3 separate regions of the Sus scrofa genome follow, and regions 2 and 3 are each linked to region 1. The links are chromatin contacts, called in public HiChIP or PLAC-seq maps. All regions are on one chromosome and are shown on one strand. Each heading gives the region's core, a stretch centred on a gene start, on an enhancer-like site or on the middle of the called end of the contact. The rest is flanking DNA. Distances are from core to core; before and after follow the strand shown. Region 1 overlaps RAD9B (cell cycle checkpoint control protein RAD9B). Region 2 overlaps HVCN1 (voltage-gated hydrogen channel 1). Region 3 overlaps PPP1CC (protein phosphatase 1 catalytic subunit gamma).

The links. HiChIP or PLAC-seq counts read pairs in DNA pulled down with a chosen protein or histone mark.
Region 2: a contact with region 1 is called in an H3K27ac HiChIP or PLAC-seq map of alveolar macrophages. The contact joins two enhancer-like sites. A contact is called at or near these places in 1 of 47 Hi-C or Micro-C datasets (liver) and 1 of 2 datasets of contacts at active chromatin or transcription factors (alveolar macrophages).
Region 3: an H3K27ac HiChIP or PLAC-seq map of alveolar macrophages shows a contact between it and region 1. The contact joins two enhancer-like sites. A contact is called at or near these places in 1 of 47 Hi-C or Micro-C datasets (skeletal muscle) and 2 of 2 datasets of contacts at active chromatin or transcription factors (alveolar macrophages and skeletal muscle).

The regions. Positions count from the first base shown.
Region 1 is chr14:31,879,007-31,883,313 of Sscrofa11.1, forward strand. RAD9B (cell cycle checkpoint control protein RAD9B) reads left to right here. Exons shown (of 11, transcript XM_013982863.2): 5 at 2,996-3,095. Among named protein-coding and RNA genes, the nearest start is that of VPS29, 12 kb to the left of the region's middle. Within about 2 kb of position 2,560, at least 3 of the 83 cell types and tissues checked have an H3K27ac peak or open chromatin away from gene starts, as enhancers often do. A contact at or near this core is called in alveolar macrophages, where this site is marked.
Region 2 is chr14:32,016,652-32,021,458 of Sscrofa11.1, forward strand. HVCN1 (voltage-gated hydrogen channel 1) reads right to left here. Exons shown (of 8, transcript XM_021074359.1): 5 at 4,236-4,517. Among named protein-coding and RNA genes, the nearest start is that of HVCN1, 25 kb to the right of the region's middle. Within about 2 kb of position 2,885, at least 27 of the 83 cell types and tissues checked have an H3K27ac peak or open chromatin away from gene starts, as enhancers often do. A contact at or near this core is called in alveolar macrophages, where this site is marked.
Region 3 is chr14:32,070,605-32,074,776 of Sscrofa11.1, forward strand. It overlaps PPP1CC (protein phosphatase 1 catalytic subunit gamma), which reads right to left. Exons shown (of 7, transcript NM_001044560.1): 4 at 4,093-4,172; 5 at 2,871-3,094; 6 at 2,530-2,664; 7 at 868-1,269. The coding sequence ends at 1,180. Among named protein-coding and RNA genes, the nearest start is that of PPP1CC, 19 kb to the right of the region's middle. Within about 2 kb of position 1,862, at least 3 of the 83 cell types and tissues checked have an H3K27ac peak or open chromatin away from gene starts, as enhancers often do. A contact at or near this core is called in alveolar macrophages, where this site is marked.

The DNA.
Region 1 (4,307 bases), core at 1,310-3,809:
TTAACTTCTCAGAGTCTAATCATAAATGGTTTCTGGAACAGTGATTTCTTAAATTATTTAGCATCTGCTATTAGAAAAAAAAAGATGTTTTATATCCTCAAGAACCAAGATTCATCCGAAATATTTACTGCCTAGCAATTATTCTATCAATTCTCTGTATTTGCATTTGCACTGGCCCCACAGTGGCTGAAAATGAATCAGTGAGTTGTCCCTGAAGAACATGCTCTGATCCAAAGCACACATGCTAATGCATTCTGTCCTGCTCAAGGACAGGTTCCCAACAGAGAGGGACTTCCATCAGATGGATGCCCTGGCTATTTATTGAGTGAACAGAAGTCTGATTTATACATTATATTAATGACATATGTCAAGAGGACAGGATTGCTGGAGTTCCCGTCGTGGCTCCCGTCGTGAATCCAGCTAGGACCCATGAGGTTTCAGATTTGATCCCTGGCTTCGCTCAGTGGGTTAAGGATCTGGCGTTGAGGTGAGCTGTGGTGTAGGCCGGTGGCTACAGCTCCAATTAGACTCCTAGCCTGGGAACCTCCATGTGCCACGGTACGGCCCTAGAAAAGACAAAAAAAAAAAAAAAGGACAGGATTCCTACTTCAAGGTTTTGAGGTTTTGTAAAAAGGCATTCTGCAGATGTGCTAATGACTTTAAACTCTCAAAACAGTGAATTTAAAGGCATTGAGAAACATTTGAATAACATAATTTGAGTAACTGATCTAAGAAAACATTTGTACAGTTTATATCAGAGAATGTTTGGCCTACAGTAAGCATTCTCTTTACTTAATCTGTTTTTTGTTTTTGTTGTTGTTTGGCCACACCTGCAGCATGTGGAAGTTCCCAGGACTGGGATCAAATCTCTGTCACAGCAGCAACCTGGTGCTGCAGTGACAACACCAGATCCTTAACCTATTGTGCCACAGGGGGCCTCCCTACTTCCTATTTTCTTATTGTTTGTCTCCCCTCACTAGAATGTAAGCTCTGTGAGGTTGGAGATTTTTGTCTGATTTGTTCTTCGCTAGTCCACAGCTCCAAAAGTAGTCCCTGTATGGTAGGTTACAGAAAAATACTTATAAATTATTTGCAGGCCCTCCCTTTGAAAGCTGAAGTACTTCCCCAACTCTCAGCTGGACTTGGACTTGCTTTGATATCAATAGAATGCATTAGAAGTGATATTATGTGGGTTCCAAGCCTAGGCCTCCAGAGACCTGTCAGTAGTTCCTGTTGTAGCTCAGCAGGTTAAGAACCCGACTAGTATCCATGAGGATGAGGGTTCGATCCCTGGCCTCTTTCAGTAGGTTAAGGATCCAGTGTTGCTGCAGGCTGCAGCATAGGTACAGATGTGGCTCGGATCCAGTGTTGCTATGGCTGTGGCATAGGCTGGCAACTGTAGCTCCAGTTTGACCCCTATCCCAGGAACTTCCATATGCCCCAAGTATGTCCCTAAAAAGCAGGAAAAAAAAAGAAAAGTATGTCAGCTTCTACTCTTAAACTAAGAATGTTTCCATCGGCCTGAAAATAAGCACAGCAAAGTGTAGACTCCTGGAAGATTGCAGACCAGGTGGTGAAAGGCCCCAGCCATCCTGCTGTTCCGGTTGTCCCAACTTTGAGGCCCCAGATGTGAAAGTGAGGCCATTCAAAATGATCCAGCCACAGTTAAGCCAGCCTTCACCAGAGGAGCCACTCAATCGTGAGAAATAACAAATGTTTGTTATTTTGAACCACTAAATTTTTGATGTGGTTTGTTATCCAGCAAAAGCCAGCTGATCAGCCTTGTACACAGCAAGTGCTCAGTAAATATTTATGAAAATAATAAATGTTGCTGTTTTTATTAATTCAGTTAAAAATAAGTTGAGAAATATTTATAGTGAATCCTTTTGCTTCTCATGGTAACATTATTATGCTGTAGAAAGTTATAGCCTACCTGAATTTTATTTCATGGGCTTTATGTTCAAACTTAGATTCAGAGGAGTTCCCGTTGTGGCTCAGAGGGTTATGAACCCAACTAGTATCCATGAGATTGTGGGTTTGATCCCTGGCCTCGATCAGTGGGTTAAGGATCCAGCGTTGCCTTGAGCTGTGGTGTAGGTCACAGATGTGGCTCAGACCCAAGTTGCTGTGGCTGTGGCATAGGCCAGCAGCTGCAGTTCCAATTCCACCCCTAGCCTGGGAACTTCCATATGCCAGAGGTGTGGCCCTAAAAAGCAAAACAAAGCAAAATACAACTTAGATTCATAAAATTTAAAAAAGAGAGAGAGGATTTCCTTTGTAGCGCGCAGCAGGTTAAGGATTTAGCATTGTCATTGCAGCAGCTCAGGTCACTGCTGTGGCACAGGTTCAACATGCCACCAATATGGCTAAAAAAAAAGAGAAAAAACAAACTTAGATTCAAAATCTAGCCATACTTGTTAAAACAGCATAGCACAGCACTTAACAGAGCTCTAGAACTATAGCTTCATCTTTTGATATTAAGTACCTACTCCACAGGGATATTGTGAGGATCAGAGGTACTGCATGTGCAATGTGTGCTGCAGTTTCTACTGCAGGACATTGGGCCATAGCTGTTGTTGCTACACACTCCTCTCTTCCTCCTCTCAGAGGAAAAGAACCCAATGATCAGGTTTTACTTTCAGAGGTTCCATCCAGAAATATCAGTCTTGGATGAAAAATACTGAAGGAGAATCATACATATATGATCTGCAGTGGGTATTTACTGTTTTACACGCAATATAAGAAATTCCCTGAAAAGAAGTGGGAGCTCTGCTACCTGATTGGTCAGAGGGTGTGACATGTTACATGGTGTCCACTAGGGAGCGATAAATACATTCATTAAGGAATAGTGCTTCTGGTAAGCTATGTGTACCTGCCAACTATTGAATATTACTTTAATTTTACTATTTTTATATGGCTGTGAAATTTAAAGCCTTTTAAACATCTGTTAATTTTGCACTTGAAATTATTAATGTATTTCCTTATTATTTTTAAGGTATTAAAAGAATTCATAATGTGTGTTTTCAAGAAAGTCAGCCTTTGCAAGTTATTTTTGAAAAGAACATGTGTACTAATATGCTAGTGATTCAACCAAGGTAATGAGCTCTCTTTTGCTTATTTTTATTCTTCTGAATATAGTCTGGTCACAGAGTAAAGAATTAATGCTCTAGAACTTTAAACTCAGTCATATGTATGTGTGTGTGTATTTCTAACATTAAATATATATATATAAGATACATGAATATATATATATAAGACATATGAATATATATATAAATATATATATATTTAACCTAACAATGGACTTACAGAAATCACCTTACAGGATCAAGAGGAAGCCTTAAGAAAGATAATAGTAAATAATGACTAATGGTAGAAATTATACTTTAGTGGTCAAGAAAGTTCTAGAAATACCCCATCAGTGGCTTTTTACATTAAGTCATTAAGAGAAAAATATATGAGCTAATAATATTTTGAATTAATATACTGCCTTCTCTCTGAGTCTTAACACACATAGCCCAAGGATATTTTAACATTTTTTATGTGAAGTGATTTTTATCCCTATTTCTGTTTTTTTTTTTCCTAGAGAAGGAGTGAAACATATTTGTCAGTGAAAGGTACTCGATTTTTCAGTTAAGCTGTAGCATTAAACATTTAACAGTAATTACTTTGTGAGCCAAAAGATCTTTTATCCTTATTGTTTTTTAAATTACGAGAAAGTATGTGTGTTCCTTGCAATATACGTAAAATTTGCGGAAGAGTGCAAAAATGAAAAATGAAAGTCTTTCTCATCTACTTGCTGTGTATATCCTACTTGACAGAGTAACACCTCATAACAAGTTGGTATATATCCTTCTGCATTTTCTGTTTATAGCCAGTCTCTCTATAACTTTCTCTCTCTCTGTAGCTATGGATATCTTTTTTTTTTCTTTCTCCCTCTCTCTCAAATTTATATCACATACTAGACACATACATACTTTTTAAAAAGAAAATGTCCTACTACTATTCTTGTCTGGCAATTTGCTTTTTTAGTTTCTGTGTCCATCTTATTCTTTTTAATGATTATATAATTTTTCATTGTGTGACTGAAATGTAATTTAGTTACCCATCACCCTATTAGTAGAAAAGTTGGTAGTTTCCAGCTTTTTGCCCTCACAAACAATGCTGTTAGTAGTGCATAGGATAGTGTATTAGTTCCTGTTTCTGTGGAGTAAATTGTCCCATAGCTTAAAGCTTTAGAAATAACCAGACATTTATTACTTCAAAATAATAAGTGTGGCTTAGCTGGGTGCTTTTAGCCCAAGGTT
Region 2 (4,807 bases), core at 1,635-4,134, 140 kb after region 1:
GGCTTCCTCCAGGCAGCTGGGTTACAGTGACTTGCACTGTGCCGTGAGGTGCCCACCCCGCTCACGTGTGCTTGTGAAGGGGTGAAGGGGAGAGAGAGTCCTGCATTTCCTGGAGCTGCTGTGGGAAAGACAGTCCCCTGGGCTTTGTGACCTGCTGGTTGGGGGAGGATAGTGGGGACCAGGGTGGAGTGAGTAGGTGGCCTCATCAGGGGCAGTGGGGGTGGACATGATGACAGGTGGTGGAGATGGTGGTGAGAGCCATAAAGGTGGGGTGGAGGTGACAGCACCTGGGGAGACCATGGGGATGACATGGTGATGGCGGAAATGGCAGCAACAGGAGGATCCCCACAGGACACTGTGGGACCCCTCTCTTCCCCTGGAAGTTCTGGACCATCACTTCCTTCCCCCCGGGCTTTGCCTCTTACACTCTCAGAAGTAGGTTTGGACCTCTGAAATGTAATCTGCCATTATCTTGGTAGTTTTTGCCATTTCAGGTTGAAATTAAACAATTTCAGGCCTATATAAGAATGGACTGCTAAACCTTTGGACCATTTCAATTTATAGTAATTATTTCAGTAATTAAAGTACTTGATGACATGGTTTATTGTGAAAATTGCAAGGCAAATGGCTTGGTGATGAAGTTTTTTGCACAAACCGAAATTTGGTAGCTTAATAAATTAGTCTCAAGCCTCAGATGGGGTCTTTCTTTCCTTCTTTCCTTCTTCCCTCCCTCTGTGGTTTTGTTTTAGAGCTAAAGGATCTAAGAGCTCATCTGGTTTAAAACCAAGGCACAGAAATACTAAAAGCAATCTGAATAGGGCGTTCCCATTATGGCTGAGCAGAAATGAACCCGACTAGTATCCGTGAGAAGACAGGTTCAATCCCTGGCCTTGCTCAGTGGGTTAAGGATCCTGCATTGCTGTGAGCTCCGGTACAGGCTCGGATGTGCCTGTGGTGTAGGCTGGTAGCTGCAGCTCTGATTAAACCCCTAGCCTGAGAACTTCCGTGTGCTGCACCTGTGTCCCTCCCCCCCGCCCCCGCCCCCCAAAAATTACAGACTGAATATTCAGCCATAAAAAAGGAATGAAGCACTGACACAGGCCACAATGTGAATGAACCTAGAAAACATTATGCTAAGTGAAAGACGCCAAACACAAAAGACCACGTATATGATTCCACTTATGCGAAATGTCCAGAATGGGCAAACATACAGAAACAGAGAGTAGATTAATGTTTGTTTGGGGCCAGGAGTTACTGTCTCACAGAAATACTGAATTTCCTTTTGAGGTGATGGAGATGTTCTGGAACTAGTGGTGACGGTTACACAACATTGTGAATGTGCTAAATAAATGCCACTGAATCATTCACTTTAAAATGATTAAATTTTGGAGTTCCCATGTGGCTCTGTGGTTTAAGGATCTGGCGTTGCCACTGCAGCGGCTAGGGTTCAATCCCTGGCCTGGCAACTTACGTGTGCCACAGGTGCTAACAAATAAATAAAATGATTAAATTGTATGTGAATCTCACCTCAATTTTTTTTTTTTCTTTTTTGGCTGCCCCAAGGCATATGGAATTCCTCAGAAAGGGATCGGATCCAAACCACAGTTGCAACAACTGCAGGATCCTTAACCCTACTCACTGTTCCAGGCAGGGATCGAACCCACATCCTAGCCTGCAGAGATGCTGCTGATCCCACTGCACCGCAGTGGGAACTCTTCACCTCAATTTTAAAAAGTGAGAGAGAGACAGACCCAAGGTCCCAAAACTACAATGCCTGAGTCCCGGCCCCAGCCTCTATGAACCCCTAAGGCCCCAAATTTGCCAGTTCACAAGGCCCTTGTAGTTCCAGGAGAGCCACGTCACAAAGAAAAATGCTAAGAACTTGGGAAAGCCAGTTAATTCCAAATCCTCACCTGGAAGACGGGCATGCCTGGCAGAACGCAGTGGAGCAGAGCATGGGCTGTGGGGCGGCTCTAGCTCACCCGTTAGCCTGGACCTTGGCCGTAGCTTCCTTTTCCACCCCAGAGTGACAATGGGAGCAGTGCATGACATCATGTGTGAGCTGAGGGCCCAGCCTGAGTGAGCAGATAATAAAAGGGACACACCTGACTTTCCAGGCCACCCTCCCCTGGCCCAGCTTCCCTGTCCATCCGTGGTTTCCATGGACGCCTGACTCACCCCGAATTCTCTCCCCTGTGTTAGGAGTGACAACAGTTAACTATATATCATGTCACTGAGACCACCTCAAACCATAGGAACAGGAGGAGACTGCGTCCAAGAAAGGGATTCCAGAATCTCCTTATACACGGTTCTATTGGCAGAGATCAAACCCTTGAATCCTTATCTCCTCCTCCAAGGTGGCCTCCCTGCTTCCACTCTGAGCCCCTCTACAAATCTGGTCCTGTTGCCCCCATCCTTCCAGGGGATACACACAAGCCTTGCAGACCCTTCTCAGCTCCTCGAATGCTGAAGACCCTTTCCTCCCTCAGCCTGGGAGGCTCCTCCCCTGCCACCCACAGAGCTCACCTCTGCCCGACCTTCAGGTGTCAGGTGAGATGTCACCTCCACTGTCGTCACATGTCCTAGATCAGGTCTCCCCCACTCCCAGGGCCTCTCAGTGCCCCCTTTAGTGTCCCTGCAGAGGCTTCCCTCCACTTACAACCGCCCGCCTCTGCAGAGCATTGAGCAAGGGAGGGACGCACCCATTCCGCTGGCTGCTGTAGGCCCCGTGCACCGCAGGTGCTAAGATCTGACTGTTGGGAGAATGAATAAACAGCTCTACTCTGCTTCCCCCTGAGCCACGTGGCCCAGTTAGGAGAGGAGGGACCGCGCAAGGACTCCCCCTGGCAGCTGGAAGGAAGCTGGCTCCTTCCTTCTGCTCCCGGAATTGAGGGTTTGGGATTTCAACCCCAACAACTTAATACCATGTTTCCTCTCCCGTCAGAGCCACAGAGGGAAGCGCTGAGCTGCCAGCAGTGCTGGGCTGTCTGGCCTGCTTTTTTCTCTAAGCCACATGAGAGTGGAAAAAAAAAAAGACCCAAATCACTTCCTTTTCTATTTTACCCTGGAATGAAGTCCGTGATGGGAGAGATGAGGGCTGTTTCTCTCTGCCTCCAGAAAGAACTTTGGCTTTAGGGAGGGGTTGGATTACTGCGGTTGAGGGGAATGCCTGAAGCAAGAGCCCCAAATGGCTCTGTTCAGGGACAGGGCTGACAAGGAGCTGTGTGCGTCATGAGGCTCCTGAGCCCCCTGCTTTCTCCTGGGACCCGGAATGTGCTTCCAGACACCTGCTTGCTTCTCTTGGGGCTGGACCCCACCCGCACTTGTCCTTCATAGTTGGAAGACGTCAGGACAGCCCTGAACCCTGTAACAAGTTCCTTTCCCTTTGCTCTTCTCTGCAGCCCGTGTTTTCCTCCCAGGCTCTCCCCGTAACCACACCTGGAGGTGGGTGGTGGGTCGAGCCAGGCAGGTATCTTTGGCATCACTTCACAAGTGAAGAAACTGCCTCCCGACCCCAGTGGCAATGAGTTTGTGAGGCATGGGACCCTCATGGCCTTGCTCAACCCAGGGCCAGCCTTCCATGTTTGCTGAAGGAATGTGGGAATGTTTTATCTGCCCCCAGTGTTAACCCTTTAATTTACCTTGTGTGCGTGTGGTCAATCACGCATAAACCTACCATTTTAGCTATTTTACAGTTGGCATAAAGTTCAGAGGCATCAAGCACATTCCCGAGCATGTGCAACCATGACCTCTGTCTAGTTTCAGAACATTTTCATTACCCCAAATGGAGACTCGTATCCAAGAAGCAGTCACTCCCACTTCCTCCCTCCCTCCAATCTTGCTGTCTCTGGATTTATGTTATTCTAGACACTGCATATAAATGGAATTATAAGATATGGGGCCTATGTGTCCGGGTTCTTCCACTGAGTATCATGTGGTCAAGGTTCATCCACGTTGTGGCCTGTGTCAGTGCTTCACTCCTTTTTCCAGCTGAGGATGGATAGGTCACATTCTGTGTAGCCATCTGTCAGTGGATGTACCCTGACTTTGGTATCAGGATTTATTTTACCCCTGATAGCACTGGACCTGCCTGGTGTACCCAGTGCTGGATGGGGCACGTGGTCCACAGAATGGAATGAGCTGTTGCCAGAGATGGGCCCCCACCCTGCCCTCGTGACTCTTGCTGCCAGCTCTGCCCCACCCTGGGCACCTTGGGCCTCTGCCCGCCCACCTACCTGAAACCTGTGGGCGCTGAAGAGCTTCCTCAAAGTGCTCCTGAAGTCTAGGCGGGGCCTGGGCAGAGGGACAGGGGCTGCAGCCGGGTCAGTGGCTCTGCCCTCCTCGCCCGAGGCCGGCGTTTGCGGCGGCGGCTGCTCCTCCTCCTCCTCCTCCTCTTCATTCTCCCACTTCTTGTAATTGATGTTCCAGGCATGGTAGTCGTCCCCCACAACAGTGAAATGCTTCAAGAACTTGCTCATCCTCTCGGCAGGAGCCACCTTGGCCCTGCGGGTGACTGCCTGAAGGGAGGGGAAAGAGGTGAGCGCTTGAGCAGCCTAGCCGTCCCTCTGGGGCGGGGGCGGGGGCGGGGGTGGGGGGTGGGGAGCAGGGCCCCCAAGGGCCACAGGGGCAAAGGCAGTCTGGGTGCTCAGAGCACCCGCCGTGCAAGCACAGACCGTGAGGTCACAGTGGTTTCTCGTGTGTTTATTTTTGGAGCCCGGGATCTCAGGGCTGGTGAGGCAACAGGAAGCCCCAGGCCCTGTCAGGCTTGTCACTGTGGCCTAGCTGGCAGTAACCAACAGCATAGGTA
Region 3 (4,172 bases), core at 612-3,111, 190 kb after region 1:
GCGTGTATTGTGCTGATAAACTGACACTGAGAGGATTTAACAAGTTCATCATTTAATAAGTCTGAATTCATTTTCACCACATGGTATTGTACACGGTCATCTGTTGAAACAGATTTCTTTTTAACAGATCTTAGTTTAAAAAAGTCATAGACACTGTGAGTTCTGTATAAACTGGTGGATAGTAAGTTAGTTCCTTTGCTTTGACTTATAAGCCTCAACTTCACCGCAGAATAAAGAATGTAGGCCAAAGAAAGCATAATCGGTCACTCGTATAGAACAGTATTGTTTCTATAATTTGAAGCTTTCTGAATGGACGGGTTCAGGCCTGATGTAACTGTAAAAAGATTACTTAATGAATAGACTATATGGAAATTGTATAAAATGTTATTAACTTTAATCATTAATAGCTTAAACAGCACTATGTTACTAATTGCTATTCAAACTCAAAAACCTGTTTTTGAATCCCCAAAGGAGGCATGTGTATACAACCATGCTACCTTGTACTTAGGGGAGTGTCAATATATATTTCAACAGAAACTTTGGCTTTAGGAAAGAGTCACAAACATTTAAAATAATGGCTTTAATCATCATTTTAAGTATACTGTAGGGGAAAGTGTGCTTTAATTAAATATACATACCAGTGATGCTGGCAAGGTTGAAAGTTACTCCTAATGTTTATAGCTATAAAAACTAGTTTGTACAGGACAAGACAATGAGAAAAAAAAGCAATCCCTTTGAAAAAAAAAAAAATTTCACAGTGGTTTGCATCAACAGTATGCATCTTATGACAATAACATGTACAGATTGAGCACCCTAGGGCTCTCTTTAAATCCTAGAGAAAAATGAACATTTACATTATTCATGGGCTGTACTGAATTAAAAAAAGATCAAATGTACACTCACTCCCCAAGACAGGATAAACTCTCCTGGGGTGTACAGCTTTAACACCATCATTAAAAGTTGTTTGTAAAAGAACAGAGAATTAAACAAAACATTTTTCCTTGGGAGAGTCTCTCATTTGCTGTTACAACCAGCAAATACCATTCATTAAGTCAAAATGGAACTGGGGGGCCCCACAAACACTATTTGAGCAAGCTGACCAATACACATTACAGTTTTAAAAATGAAGGTTATACACTATATGTTACAAGTCCCAACTAGGCAATGTCAAAATGACATCTATTTCTTTGCTTGCTTTGTGATCATACCCCTTGGAGGTGTTACAGGTCTCGTGGCATTCGGCTTCTTTTTCTCTGCAGGCTTTAAAATCTGCAAAGATTCAAAAGACAATGCATTTTAGGAAATATATTCAACCCTAAATCTTACATTTCACTCAAATCTTTGGTTCATAAAGATTTTTGTTTAAAACCGCCTCAACAACTTTGAAAGGCCCACTGGCACATTAACACAAACCAAACTGACAAACATTTTTGGTAATAAATGCTCTGATGAACAGCTAATACATATCATCTGGACAAATTATTTTGTTTCTGGAAAAAATGACAATTTTTAAAAGTCAGACTTTTAGGTATTTCTTCTGACACAAAGGGGGAAAGTTTAGAAGAGTGTTTCTCAAACCCCAAAGGGATTATGCCACAATCTCTGGGAGCTGCAACTTCTCCCTGATAGCTGATTTAAAACAAAACAACCAACTTATTTTAATTTAGTTAACTGAAGACTGCCATATGACTTCAGTGGCTATTTTGTTTACAACTAGGCTAGCATTAAGTCATACAAGTTTAATCATAATAAATGAATGAGAAAAAGACTGAAGCAGACTTTGTGTAAATGATTCTTTTGTGCCAAGTAAAGGCCAAATGATGTCATGGTGAATCAACAGAGGTTTTACAGAAATTAGACTAGAGAAAAGTGGTGGGAGAACTGAGTAATCACACAGCACATCTGGCACAAGACAGTTAGTACTCCTTTCACAGGCAAGCAGTGATTTAATTCTGGCTGAACGTTACACTGACATTGTAGTTTTAGACTTAAAGGAGGCAGAAATAAGCATAAGGCACAAATGCATTGTGGTTTCTATTTATCTAAATCATGTAAAAACAGTTAAATTCAAAACTGGGGGAAGGTCCTACAATAATTTATTTCCTTTAAAAGGGATTCACTCATTAATAAACTAGGACAAACACAGGTAAGGGAAAATAAAAATTCATTCCACGCAACATAAATTAGTAGGCAGAAAGAATTTTTTTTTTTTCCTTATTAGGGCCATACCCATGGCATATAGAAGTTCCTCACCTAGGGTTCAAATGGGAGCTGCAGCTGCCAGCTTACGCCACAGCTGCAGCAACATAGGATCTGAGCCTTGCCTGTGACCTAAACCATAGCTCACCGCAATGCCAGATTCCTGACCCACTGAGCAAGGTCAGGGATTGAACCCACATTCTCGAAGATGCTAGCCATACTTGCTACTGCTGAGCTACAACAGGAACTCCAAAAAACAGCATTAAAAAAAAAAAAAAAAAAAAAAAAATTCAGACAATAAAAGGAAACAGCATGGAAAACATCCTCTACCTGAAAAGAACACATTAGTGTTTCGTCCACACTCATCATGGCACCTGCATTGTCAAACTCTCCACAATAATTGGGCGCAGAAAACAGAGTGACCAACTGCCTCTTTGCAAAAAATTCATATCCATCTTCAACCACCTTGGAGAGAAAACGTTTTCAGTATAAGTAGGTGAGAATTTTAGGTGAGCAAAACCACTCTTCAGTTTCCCGTTGAGCCTGATATTCTGTAGGTCACTTCCAGAGACATTTTGTAAATAAGCAATACCTACCCACCAAAATCAACAAGGAGAATCTGTGCTCACACACATGCTCTTAAGTGTACATGTAAAATTCAAAATCAATACCTGATGGGCTCTACATATAAGATCCAAATCATGCTTATGGAGAAATTTTGCAACCACTTCTGCACCAAATGTGAAGGACACTCCTCTGTCATTTTCACCCCAGCCTAAGACATCTTTATCGGGGTCAGACCACAAAAGATCACAAAGAAGACCTTGATCTGGTACATCAGTTGGTCGCATAATTCGCCGAATCTGCTCCATAGATTGAAGATCTGGTGATAAACCTGTTAAATGAAAAACAAAAAAGTGAAATATACAGAACTTGAAAAAAAAGATGTCAGCACTTTTAACAGTTCCATCTGTCTACAGTGACTCTTAAAACAAAGGCTTACACGGAATCTTTGGCAATGTTTTCTTCCTTAGCTTTAGTTAAAAAAAGAAAGTGCACTAGACATGCATTATTACATGGACTAATTTGTGGGGCACACTGTGTTTAAACAGCACAAGAAAAGCTATCTCAACATACAGAGCCCTAGAAAATTAAAATCCGGTGACTTAAAAACTACTTTTCTGAACACCTTTCCAATTGATAAAATGTACATTCTAGATTTTATTATTGACCATTTGCAGTGACTGCATGCAGACACTAGGCGATGTAGCCTTCTAGGAAATCTGTGCTATTCAAGGACCCTCAAATTTATTAGACCAGCTCAGATGTAGCTATCATCTGAGTTTGAAATCACATGCCCACCTCTGCCAAAATCAGTTTAAGTATGTAAGGAGGGTAGGGATAATGGATTTATTAAAATACACTGTGTGACTCTTTAATGGTTGTCTAATTTCTGACCACAGATGAAAAGAAATCCTCTTTGCAATTATTATAATTAATCATACATAGGACAACCACTGAGCAAAGTAACTGTTATTTAAGAAAAATTTCTGAAAAGAGGATCAAAAACACACCAAGGGAAAGTCTATCCACATTTTCAGTATTTTAGAGGATCCATGGCATAGCATATTGTTTATTTTATATTCAAAAATGCTTTCAGCGCTGTTTTCAAATCAAACTATTACAGAGCCTTGAACTCCCTGTAACAAGTCAATTGCTTACTCCAGACTTGTATCCAAATTATCCTGGACATGCCAGAGTGGACCCATGGTGTAATACATTAATAAAGGAGAGTTAACCTGACAGAGGAAATCATTCCAAAGACAACTTGTAAATGTAAAGTGTATGCCCTTCACATGAAAACCTTTGTGGAATTAAAACCAGCCCACATACCTCCATGACAGCAGAATATTTTCTCATCCACGATGGCTGCTATCGGTAAACAGTTAAAGCAGTCTGTGAAAGTTTTCCAT